Regions from separate parts of the Sus scrofa genome. Here regions 1 and 2 are each linked to region 3. Evidence: chromatin contacts called from public HiChIP or PLAC-seq data. All regions are on one chromosome and are shown on one strand. Each heading gives the region's core, a stretch centred on a gene start, on an enhancer-like site or on the middle of the called end of the contact. The rest is flanking DNA. Distances are from core to core; before and after follow the strand shown.

What was found. HiChIP or PLAC-seq counts read pairs in DNA pulled down with a chosen protein or histone mark.
Region 1: a contact with region 3 is called in an H3K27ac HiChIP or PLAC-seq map of skeletal muscle. The contact joins two enhancer-like sites. A contact is called at or near these places in 1 of 47 Hi-C or Micro-C datasets (embryonic fibroblasts) and 2 of 2 datasets of contacts at active chromatin or transcription factors (alveolar macrophages and skeletal muscle).
Region 2: an H3K27ac HiChIP or PLAC-seq map of skeletal muscle shows a contact between it and region 3. The contact joins the promoter of TRIO here to the enhancer-like site in region 3. A contact is called at or near these places in 19 of 47 Hi-C or Micro-C datasets (alveolar macrophages, embryonic fibroblasts, epiblast stem cells and 10 more) and 2 of 2 datasets of contacts at active chromatin or transcription factors (alveolar macrophages and skeletal muscle).

The regions. Positions count from the first base shown.
Region 1 is chr16:3,623,780-3,627,085 of Sscrofa11.1, forward strand. No RefSeq gene overlaps it. Among named protein-coding and RNA genes, the nearest start is that of TRIO, 65 kb to the right of the region's middle. Within about 2 kb of position 1,297, at least 7 of the 83 cell types and tissues checked have an H3K27ac peak or open chromatin away from gene starts, as enhancers often do. A contact at or near this core is called in skeletal muscle, where this site is marked.
Region 2 is chr16:3,689,146-3,692,543 of Sscrofa11.1, forward strand. TRIO (triple functional domain protein) reads left to right here and starts at 1,695. Exons shown (of 56, transcript XM_021077142.1): 1 at 1,695-3,398.
Region 3 is chr16:3,458,686-3,461,673 of Sscrofa11.1, forward strand. No RefSeq gene overlaps it. Among named protein-coding and RNA genes, the nearest start is that of DNAH5, 94 kb to the left of the region's middle. Within about 2 kb of position 1,331, at least 5 of the 83 cell types and tissues checked have an H3K27ac peak or open chromatin away from gene starts, as enhancers often do. A contact at or near this core is called in fetal skeletal muscle and skeletal muscle, where this site is marked.

The DNA of each region.
Region 1 (3,306 bases), core at 47-2,546, 170 kb after region 3:
GGGGTGTTGTGAGAAGTTGCCTGGTTAGCTGCACTGCTTGGGAGATTCTGTTCCTGACCTTGGACCATCAGATTGGGGGCCTTTGCATTAGGCCCTGATGAGGCTGTGTAAACCTGGGCTCTGGCTCTCTGAACCCCTTAACCCCTGTGATCCTGCCCAGTGAATCCCACAGTTGCGCACTGTGGACCAAACTCCAGGGGCCCCCTCTGCTTATGTCTGTAACCTCAGAACCCCTGTGCAGTCAGACTGTCGTCATGTGGAAGTGACTCGGAGCCTTGGGAGGTGCTTGGCCCAGACAGTAGTTAGTTTTAAAAGTTATCCTTCCAATAGACTCAAGTCTTTGTGCATAGCAGCAGGATAGTTCATTTTCAGTGTAAGTTTCTTTCAGTTTATTAAAAACTATGGAAAAGTCTTTTCCTGAAAAGTAATCTCCCAAACCTGTAACTCGAGGTGTTAAATGTTCATTTTTCTAGGTTCCATTAAAAATCATTGTGAGATGTTTCTATAAAAATATTTGCCTTGATTAAAAAAATTCAGTACTTGTAGATTTTGGATTATTAAGGCAGAATTGCTAAATATTCTTTTCAATGGTCTCATTCTTTAGAAAGACACAAAGCTGTCTTATCTGCTTTCAAGAAAATCTTATTCTTTGTTGAATGATTTAAGCCTATTAGTTCTTGGAAAATTATAACGATATGCTGCCTTCAGACAAAAAAACTAGTTCTAGTTTCTTTTACTGAGAAGAGACTGTTGTTATTGAGGATTATTTCTACCCCTGATGTCATTCTGTTGACTGGACTTTTGGAGCAGATGTCTTAGACACTGGTTGAGGCTCTAGCCTTATGTATTCTTATTACCATTTCTTTTTCTGGCCCCTGCTCCTGCCCGCTGGTCCCCCCGCCCCAACCCTGTTGTCCCAAAGAAGGAGATTTATGAAGGATGCCATCTTCATCACCAGAGTTTTGCTGGTCCTGAACAGAGCCTTGTCCAGTTGGCATCTTGAAGCGTATTTTACCCTTGGTCTGACCATTCCCCTTGCTGGAACTTGGTTTCTTAATTTAGATGTCATGCTGCACCCTTGCCCAGATATCGAGTTGTGGAGAAGGGGTTGGGGTAGAGCCTGTTAGGCTGGTTCAGGACAGACTCGGGGGAGACACTGGCGGGGCCAGGTCAGTGGTTATGATTAGGAGGCCCTCCTGAAATAGCATCTTTCAGGGGTTGGGTCACAGTTCTCCACTGTCTAGAGCAGGGTCTTGGTAGCAGTATCCTGGCCATTACCCAGTGATTCCCACCTGGGCTTCCGGCCCTCCACAGTCTGAGAGGACCAGCCATGCCACAGTGTCTTCAGGGAGCCAGACACCGTGTCGCAGGGACTTGGCACATTGTGTCCTGCAGTCAGGTGGCCCTGCCCTCAGTCCTTCCGTCACTGTGATCCATGGGTGCCTTTGTTCTGATTGAGAAGGACCCTTCTACCCTTCTCAGGGCCTTGCCCCCTCCCCCAGCCTTTCCCTGTCCTCAGGTTGCAGATTAAGTGTCACTTGCCACAAGGCTTCTCTGACCCCTTAGATTAGGAAACTCCCTCTTAAACACTTCCCAGGATCTTGTCCTTAATCTTTAATTGTACTTGTGGTTTGAATACCTGTTGTGATATGTTTTATTTCTGTCTCCTCTGAATGATGGGCATGCTTCTTGGGGCAGGGAATTAACGTTGATATTTCCTATCTGGATTCTGGATTCTGGATTCGCATGTCCAGTATTATTGTGAGTGTCCACTAAGTGTTGACTGTGTGGTTTAGGGTTATTATTTTCCCCGTGGAGCCTGGGTCGGTCTAGAAATTGGGCTGGATCTGCAAGCAGAGATTAAAGACTGCCAGCTGTAGAGTTGCTGGGGGTGGGGTGGGCAGAAATAATTCCATTAAGAGGAGCATCTTAACTGAAAGATACTGGGGTTTTTTTGATTCATAGTACACAATAAGGCCATTCATCCAGTAAGAATTCTTCCTCCCAGTTTCTGCTTTGTGTGGTTACTGATGTTAGATAATCATTTTCAGTTCCAGCATATGAACAGACTGCCCATTTAGTGAGTTAATTTTTCCCTGTTTTATTAACTGAGTTTTTGCTTTTTCAAAGTTAGTCTAAAATTCTTTCCACATTTAAGTAATGTTTTAAAAATGAGTATTCTTTCAAAGATAATTGTATCCTGAAGGAAAACATAAATCTGATCTGCTGTTTATGCTTTGGAGTAACTCAAGATTTTGCTTCTGTTTACCATACAACAAAAGTAATACCAATTAAAAACTGTACTGGAGCCATAGCAGTTTTAAACTTAAAACATGCTTTTAAATAGGATTTCTAGCACTGACTTGATTACAGATAAATGCGTTGCATTTTGATTGTAATGGTTTGCGCAGGTCACCTTCCTGTGGTTTTTAAGAATGTTTGGCTGCATTATTTGTTAACTTTGAGGATTAAGTGTAACTGCTCTGATATCAGAATCTTTTCCTGGAGGCTGGGAGGAGCTGAGGGCTGAGATGATTCCTTTCTTGGGTGAAGGGAGGGGTTCTTTTTATTACTTCACTGAGGTTTACTTTGAAAATATTAATGAATTAGTTCTGCTCACTTATTAACTCTACTTGCTCATTTTTCTTGAAATATTGATTGTCTGCAGATCACATTAAATAAAAGCAGAAACACAGAAGTGCTTGAAAATCCGGGCCCAGAGGTGTAGGTGGACCTAAATGGCATTCCTGCTTACTCTGCTTTGACAATTTCAGGCAAAAAGATAAAAATGAAAGTCCTGTTATCACCCTGTGAAAGTCCAGTGTAATGCCAGCACAGCCAACATTTCTAGGCTATTCTTAGGCCCTATACACAAGATGAAGTAATTTTAAATATCAGTGTTGCCTGCTGTGAATACGAATATATCCATTCCAGTCATTTATAGTTTTTATTTATGATTTTATTAATAGTTTTTTAAAGCCATCCAGTCAACCCACAGAGTTAAGAGAATTAAGAAGTCACTGTAGTTTTCATGGGATTTTGGGTAAATTATTGTATGATAGATACCTGATTCCAGGTATATTTGTAACTTTTAAAGACTGGAGGTGTCTTTATTGTCCTCACCTAGACATGGCACTGAATAATTTACTTACTTCCCAAATTCCACCCTGTTCCGTAAGAATAACATTAAGATAATCTTCCAGAGAATGTGCCACGGGCAACACGGGTAATTGGGAAAGAGAGCTTAGCTTTCCTATGGCTTTGAGCACTGGCAGCATTTCTGTAGTGTGTGTTGTAAGTCTGCAG
Region 2 (3,398 bases), core at 445-2,944, 230 kb after region 3:
TTAGTAAATGTACAGGCTTCCTCAGTCTTTGCCCTGTTGGGTGTGTTTTTAAAAATGGAAAAAAGATTGAAAATAATACTTAGGTGACCAGCCTAATAATAGCCACAAACTATTTCTTTGTGTGGTTAGTTTTATTTCTGCTTTTTTTTAAATTTTATTTTCTGTTTTAGAAGTTTTCATCTTCAATTTTAATAAAATTAATTTCTCTAGGGAGTTCCCTGGCAGCCTAGTGGTTAAGGGACTCAGTGTTGTCACTGCTGTGGCTCAGGTTCCATCCTTGGCGCAGGAACTTGTGCATGCTGTGTTCTAGGCCAAAACAAAACAAAAATCTCTTTTTTGTGACATATTTAGCAAAAATATGTGGTAAAAGCATTTGGAATTTATATTCCAGTCTATGTTCAGGCACGTACATATATCACAATAGAATTTAATGCATTTCAACACCAATGTAGCCATTGAGTCATGTGCCTTTCTTCCTCTAGAAAACTGTGAGTCTCAATTTCAGAGGGCAATTCAGGGACCGACAGGCAAAAGCAACTACATTTTAAAGAAACTAAGGATACATGGGAGTGAGTCTGTAGCTAACAGTGGAATGTGGGAGATGGAGGTTTTCATTGTCAAGTTTTGTGTTCTTGACTTTGTTCTCACATCGGTAGGATATTCTTCCTGTGGGATAGCCTGTGACATAGCCTCTCTAACTAGCATCCTTCACTCCATCAGGGGTGTTAATAAATAGGTGGAGTTCCGAGTTGGCAGAGTCCCAGGGTTCTGCTGTGTTCTGACCAGGGCATCTTGGGGCATAGGCTACGAGGGACCAGTAGGAAGCATGCATTTTCTTATCTGATATTTTCAAATACCTGTAGATTGGGATCACAGCTACAGCTTCCTCCTTCCCAGTATTTCTGTCATTTGATCTGCTTTCTCCATTGCCTGGGTCCTGTAGTACTTTGTGCTGCTTACAGAGTCTTTCATACTGTACATTTTTCTCTAGGTATTTATGAGCTTGTCTCTGTGAGGGCTGCCCTGGTGCCTAATTCCTTTTTTTTTTTTTTTTTTTTTTTTTTTTTTAATGGCCACACCTGCAACATATGGAAGTTTCTGGGCTAGGTGTCAAATCAGAGCTACAGCTGAGGCCTACACCTCAACAACACTGGATCCGAGCTGTATCAGCAACCTACACTGCAGCTCACAGCAACGTCAGATTCTTAACTTACCGGGCAAGGCCAAGGATCAAACCCTCATCCTCGTGGATACTTGTCTAGTTCTTAACTGGTTGAGCCACAACAGGAGCTCCCCTAACTGTTCTTTGCATTTACCCCACTGCCATCTCTCTCCACCTCGGTTGGAGTTGAGGTGTAATCAGTCTTTGCAGACACATGGAGTGGATTACCCAATGACCTGTGATGAATTGCTGAGACTACATTGTGTCCATTCAAGAGTTTTGAAGGAACCTTAAGGATGAAATTGCAGAACCTTGGCTCTTGTTCTGCCTTTTATAAATAGCCACTGTTTTAAGAGCTTGGGGTGCTGCCAGCACAAAGCATGGTGTATTGGAAAGCAAACCGGCCTGGCGATCTGGAGGCCTGGGTTGCCGAGCCCTTTCACAGCCGGCTGGGTAGTGCTGCCAAGGCCCTGGACCTGGACCTCAGGGTCAGCGTCCAGATGTGTTTGCTGCCATCTTTGCACAAAGTCTCTGATGATTGTCAGTGTCATGGTTGCATCCTTAACACAGAGCCCTTCATTCCTGTGTTAAGTCGTCCATGGAAAGGATGGTTACTGATCTACCCATTCTTTGTTTTGTTCAGTAATATGTTGTAGCGACCAGATTCTGTCAGATTCCTCCAAAAGGTGCTGGTTTTGTTGCAGTCTGTGGGCTTGTTTCTGCCTGCTGGGCTCTGCAGTGGGTGCCATTCCAGTCTGGACTTAGGTCCTTACCCTTCATGTGGAGCAGGAGCTGCTTGGAACCTGCCCCCAACGTGCTGGCTCGGTGGGCAGCCAGAGGTTTGGGCCAAGTTTATATACAGAATCTGGGGCTCCCCTTCTCTCCACAGTTTCTCCTCTTGGTTCTCCTCCTCTTGCGGCCGAGGTTGCCCTGTCCTGACTTGCTTTTAGTAGCCCCAGGTGGCTTAGGCCGGACCCCACCCTCAGGCTGAACTTTAAAGTCATTTCCTCTTTCCTGGTGTGTGCATTTGGTCACCCTCCTGTGCCCTCCTTAGACAGTGGGTTTTATAAGCTAAACCTGCGGCAGGGCTGGTCCACAGGAACTGCTCAGGGACACCTTAGTGGAAGCTCCGTCATTTACTGAGAGCTCTTTTCTTGCTTTTAATTCTGGGTCTGTCTCTTGCTTCAGTTGTTCCCAGGCTTACAATACAAGTTCACAAGTATTTTCAATAAAGACTTCCTTGTACTGTTTTGGCAAAAACAGACAGGAAAATAGAGATGGGGCAGCAGTCTTTAGTTCTTTCTAGAGATGGCTCTGCCATTAATGATAGTCACTGGTTTTGATGAGGATGGCTGGCCTCCCAAACCTAGATTACCTCTGGTGGAGCTGTCCCAGAGAAAAATGCTGAGGATGAACGTGTCTGACCCCAACCTCCCACGTGGGCATTTGCCCTGAAGTGCTGGGCCAGCCGTATTTGGGCTGCCAGAATTCCTTTTGTTTAGATGGATATTGGCTTGGCCTAAATTGCCTGCTGCGTGCCTCCTTGCCACAGTATTTCCACTTGGCCTTCTACGATGCTGGGGCTTGGGGAGAATTGGCCTGATGTGAGAAGGAGGGACCTTGGCCATCCTGTGAAGCGGGTGACACCAGGCCATCTGACCACATTAACCAGTGACATTCCTCCAGGGGGGCATGACCCAGAAAACCTGGAAGGACAGAGCCAGGAGGGAGCAGTGGCCAGTCCCCAGCTATTTATAATCCCTGCTCTCCTCCCTGACAATGTTTATTTTTAACTGGATTGGAAAGTCTATTAGGAGGAGGCTTTGAGCTCCCCCTAGAGGTTCAGGTGTGCCATGAATGGGTTTTTTTATAAACAATATTACTGCTTTATTTGCCAGTGTTTATGTTAATCTATGAAATTAAAATGAATATTTTGGAAACTGCCTGGACTGATTTCATATCCTGTTTTTTGGGGACCAAATATAGAAATGACCGAGAGCCTGCTGGGTACGGGAGACTCTGGGTCTGGGTCTGTAGCTCATTCTTGAGCATTACAATAGAAGTGGTCTTGTGATCAGAGACTTTCCTTCAAAGAATTCAAATGATTTCAAATAATGATATTTCTCCAGTTGATTTAATGGGTGTGAAGAAAGCAGCTGTGGTGAGATTTGAGCTAGGATGGTTCAGAAATTAAAGGACACTCAAGCAACTTGGTAATCTTATTTTCTCCTTATGT
Region 3 (2,988 bases), core at 81-2,580:
GTGTGGGATGCTGTTGGCTCAAGCCAAGTCAGCCACTCACCAGTTCAAAGGGAAGGTCCAAGAGCAATCTAGTAGATGAAAGTCAGCTGCAAATATCAGGTAGACCCAAGGATGAAGGTCACTGGCTATCCAGGAGCTATTAGGGGAAAATGCAGAGGGCTTCAGCCAGACTAGGAGGTTTGTCATTGAAACCCGTTATTGTTAGTTACCAGTTGTTGGATCTCATCCTCGCCTGTGTGGATGACCTGCACTGATGCAGATTCTTAGCACGCCAGCTCAGGGATTCAGAACCCTGGTGGCTGGACAAAGAAACTTTAGGAAGAGTGAAGATTACCTCCCACCCCCGGTGGGGTGCTGGCAGTAATTCCAGCCCAGGGATTTACTCACTGGGTGGAAGGACACTCAACCTGTGGGCACCAGCCACCTGTTTCAGAATCACCTGGAGGGTATAAGTCAAAACTTCACATTCTTGGGCCTCGCCCCAGACTTTTCCAACCAGAAAGAGGGCTAGCCCTCTTTCCAACCTAGCCCTCCTGAAAGAGGGCTAGGGTACTGTCGAGGAGCCAGTGGACCTCAGTCTCTTATACCGTAACCCCTGGGGTTTTTTTCCCCTCCTCCATTGTCGACATCCCACAGGATTGCTATGGCCACTGTCCTCACTTCAGGCAGTTGTGTCAGAGTTGGTTGGCCTGCCTCAATTTCTTGCCTCTCTATTTTCTCTTTTATACTGTCACCAGAGTTAAAAAAAAAAAAATAGAGATGGCACTATTTCTGCCCCCTAAACCTTTGAATGGTTTCTCCATCATTTAGCAAGTAGATACCGCTAGTTGCAAACCCAACAGCCATTTTTCCCTTATTTTTTTCTAATAGAACCCTGATTTCATCCAGGCATAGAAGGGAAATGTTCTCACAGAAGGTGGGCCCTACCCCACCACAAAGGACTAATTGTGATGGCTGTCTAAACAGTCTTCATATTGTCGTTTTGCCATTTGCCAGAGATTGGTTCAGAGAGAGGTAGGTCACCCAGTTCTGTCCAATGAGACATTACAGGAACATCCTGGGGGCTTCTTTGAAAGATCCTTGATCCTGATTTTTCAAAAGAGACAAAAAGGAAAAATTCCCCCATTTTCCCCTCCGTAGCAGCTGCCTATGGTTCCCTGCAGCAAGCACATCCCTTGGTCCACTGTGGTTTCATGTGATTTCAACTGTATCCATAGTGGATATTCTTAGTTACCAGTTGTTTATCTCATCCTCTCACCATTGGTGAGGGAGGAATTCCTACCCTAGAGTTCTGGGGGTGGCTGAGCGCCCAACACTGGACAAGATGAGGTCAAGGCCATTTATAGTCACGTATGCTCATGCCTGGGAAGGGGACACAGCATACGATGCAGGACACAGGGCTTCACTAGGGATCAGAGCCATCAAGCAGGGCTGTGGGAAGCAGGATTTGTAGTATCAAAAGTTTGGGGTGCCCCATGGTTCTCCCGGGAGAATAGGATAGTCTTGTTCAAATAACTCCGTGGTCTGGCAGGAAACTGAGTCTTACTCAGGGATAAACAGCAGCAGGACCTATTCCCAGGATGAGGAGAGTTGTTTGGCTAGTGGACCTTATCTGTGGGAGCAGGGTGGGGAGGAGAACCAGCCCTCCCAGCTTCAGATATCAAAGCAGCACATACTACTGAATATTAATTTCAAGCCTGGCACCACAACGATGGGCATTCTTAAGTGCTCCTACTCACCCTGAGCTGACAGCATCCCACCTCAGGCACACACACTATGCTTCTTTACATCTTGGCCTTTGAGTCTTCTCCTATGCCACGCCTGCCACCTCACACACCGGCATTCTTTGCCCTTCCAGCTATGGGAACAGTGGATGAAGACTCCAGAAGCCTCAGTCTTCCAAGAGGGCAATCCTGGCTATATTCTGGGCACTTTCCAGTACATCCCAGCAAAACTTAGCCCCTGGCACCCACAGCAGAAGCTCAATGACACATCCTTGTATTGGTTTTTCCTCCTTCTCTGCCTCATGTCCCCAGTTCCTCCCTCCCAGTTTCTGGACCAAATAAATGATAAATGATACATTTATCATTTGTAAATGTATCATTTATAAAGTGTATCATTTATAAATGATATCAGGCTCTACTTTGGAGGGAATCTAGAATAACGTCCCTTCCTTGGACCTAGACACAGTTTTATGAAGAAATGATGTCATACCTTGAGAGGACAAAGTTGAGGATGAAAGCCAACATGCCCAGGATGGCAGAGTGGAAATATGAGATGAGTTGGGGGCCCTGGTGACATCCCTGAGATGCTAACCCCAAACAACTCCTCCCTCCATTCTTGTTGGAAGGAGATGATGGATCCCCACTCCATCATTTAGGCCACTTTCATTGGAAAACCCTAAGTGATCCACAAGAATTTCCAGAACATCCATATCAATAGCAGGCAAAAAACCACTTGAATTTTGGGCAAGAGAAGCCAGAAGTCTCAGATATGAGGTCAGCTGGAAGCATCAGCTGTCACAGAAGCATCTCTCGGGAATCCTCCAGAAGGGGAGCACAGGAGTCCAAATGTGCCATCTGCCAAAGCCAGTCCCCAAGTCTCAATATGTGGCGAGCATAACTATTTGTCATAACTTTGGCCATTCTCATTCCATCTTGTTCTCTTCAGCTGTCACTTGAATTTCTCCAGCATGATTCCAGCCCACATAATTGTAGAGGGAATTCTTCATCAGAGTTGCACAAGCACAATTATAGCCACGAATGACTGAGATTCTCATGACAACAGCCTCTGGAAATCAACCACGTTTGAGCGTCTCAGCTGCGTGTCAGCTACTGCCATGCAACTGGCATGTAGGGTTTTGCGTGGAATCTGTAAACCATTAAATAAGACGGAGGCTCTGAAAACATGGTTCCCTGGTGCTCTCTGTACTCAGCAATAACGTGAGAGATTAGAGATCTATTTTTACTCTTTGGAAGATACTAATTA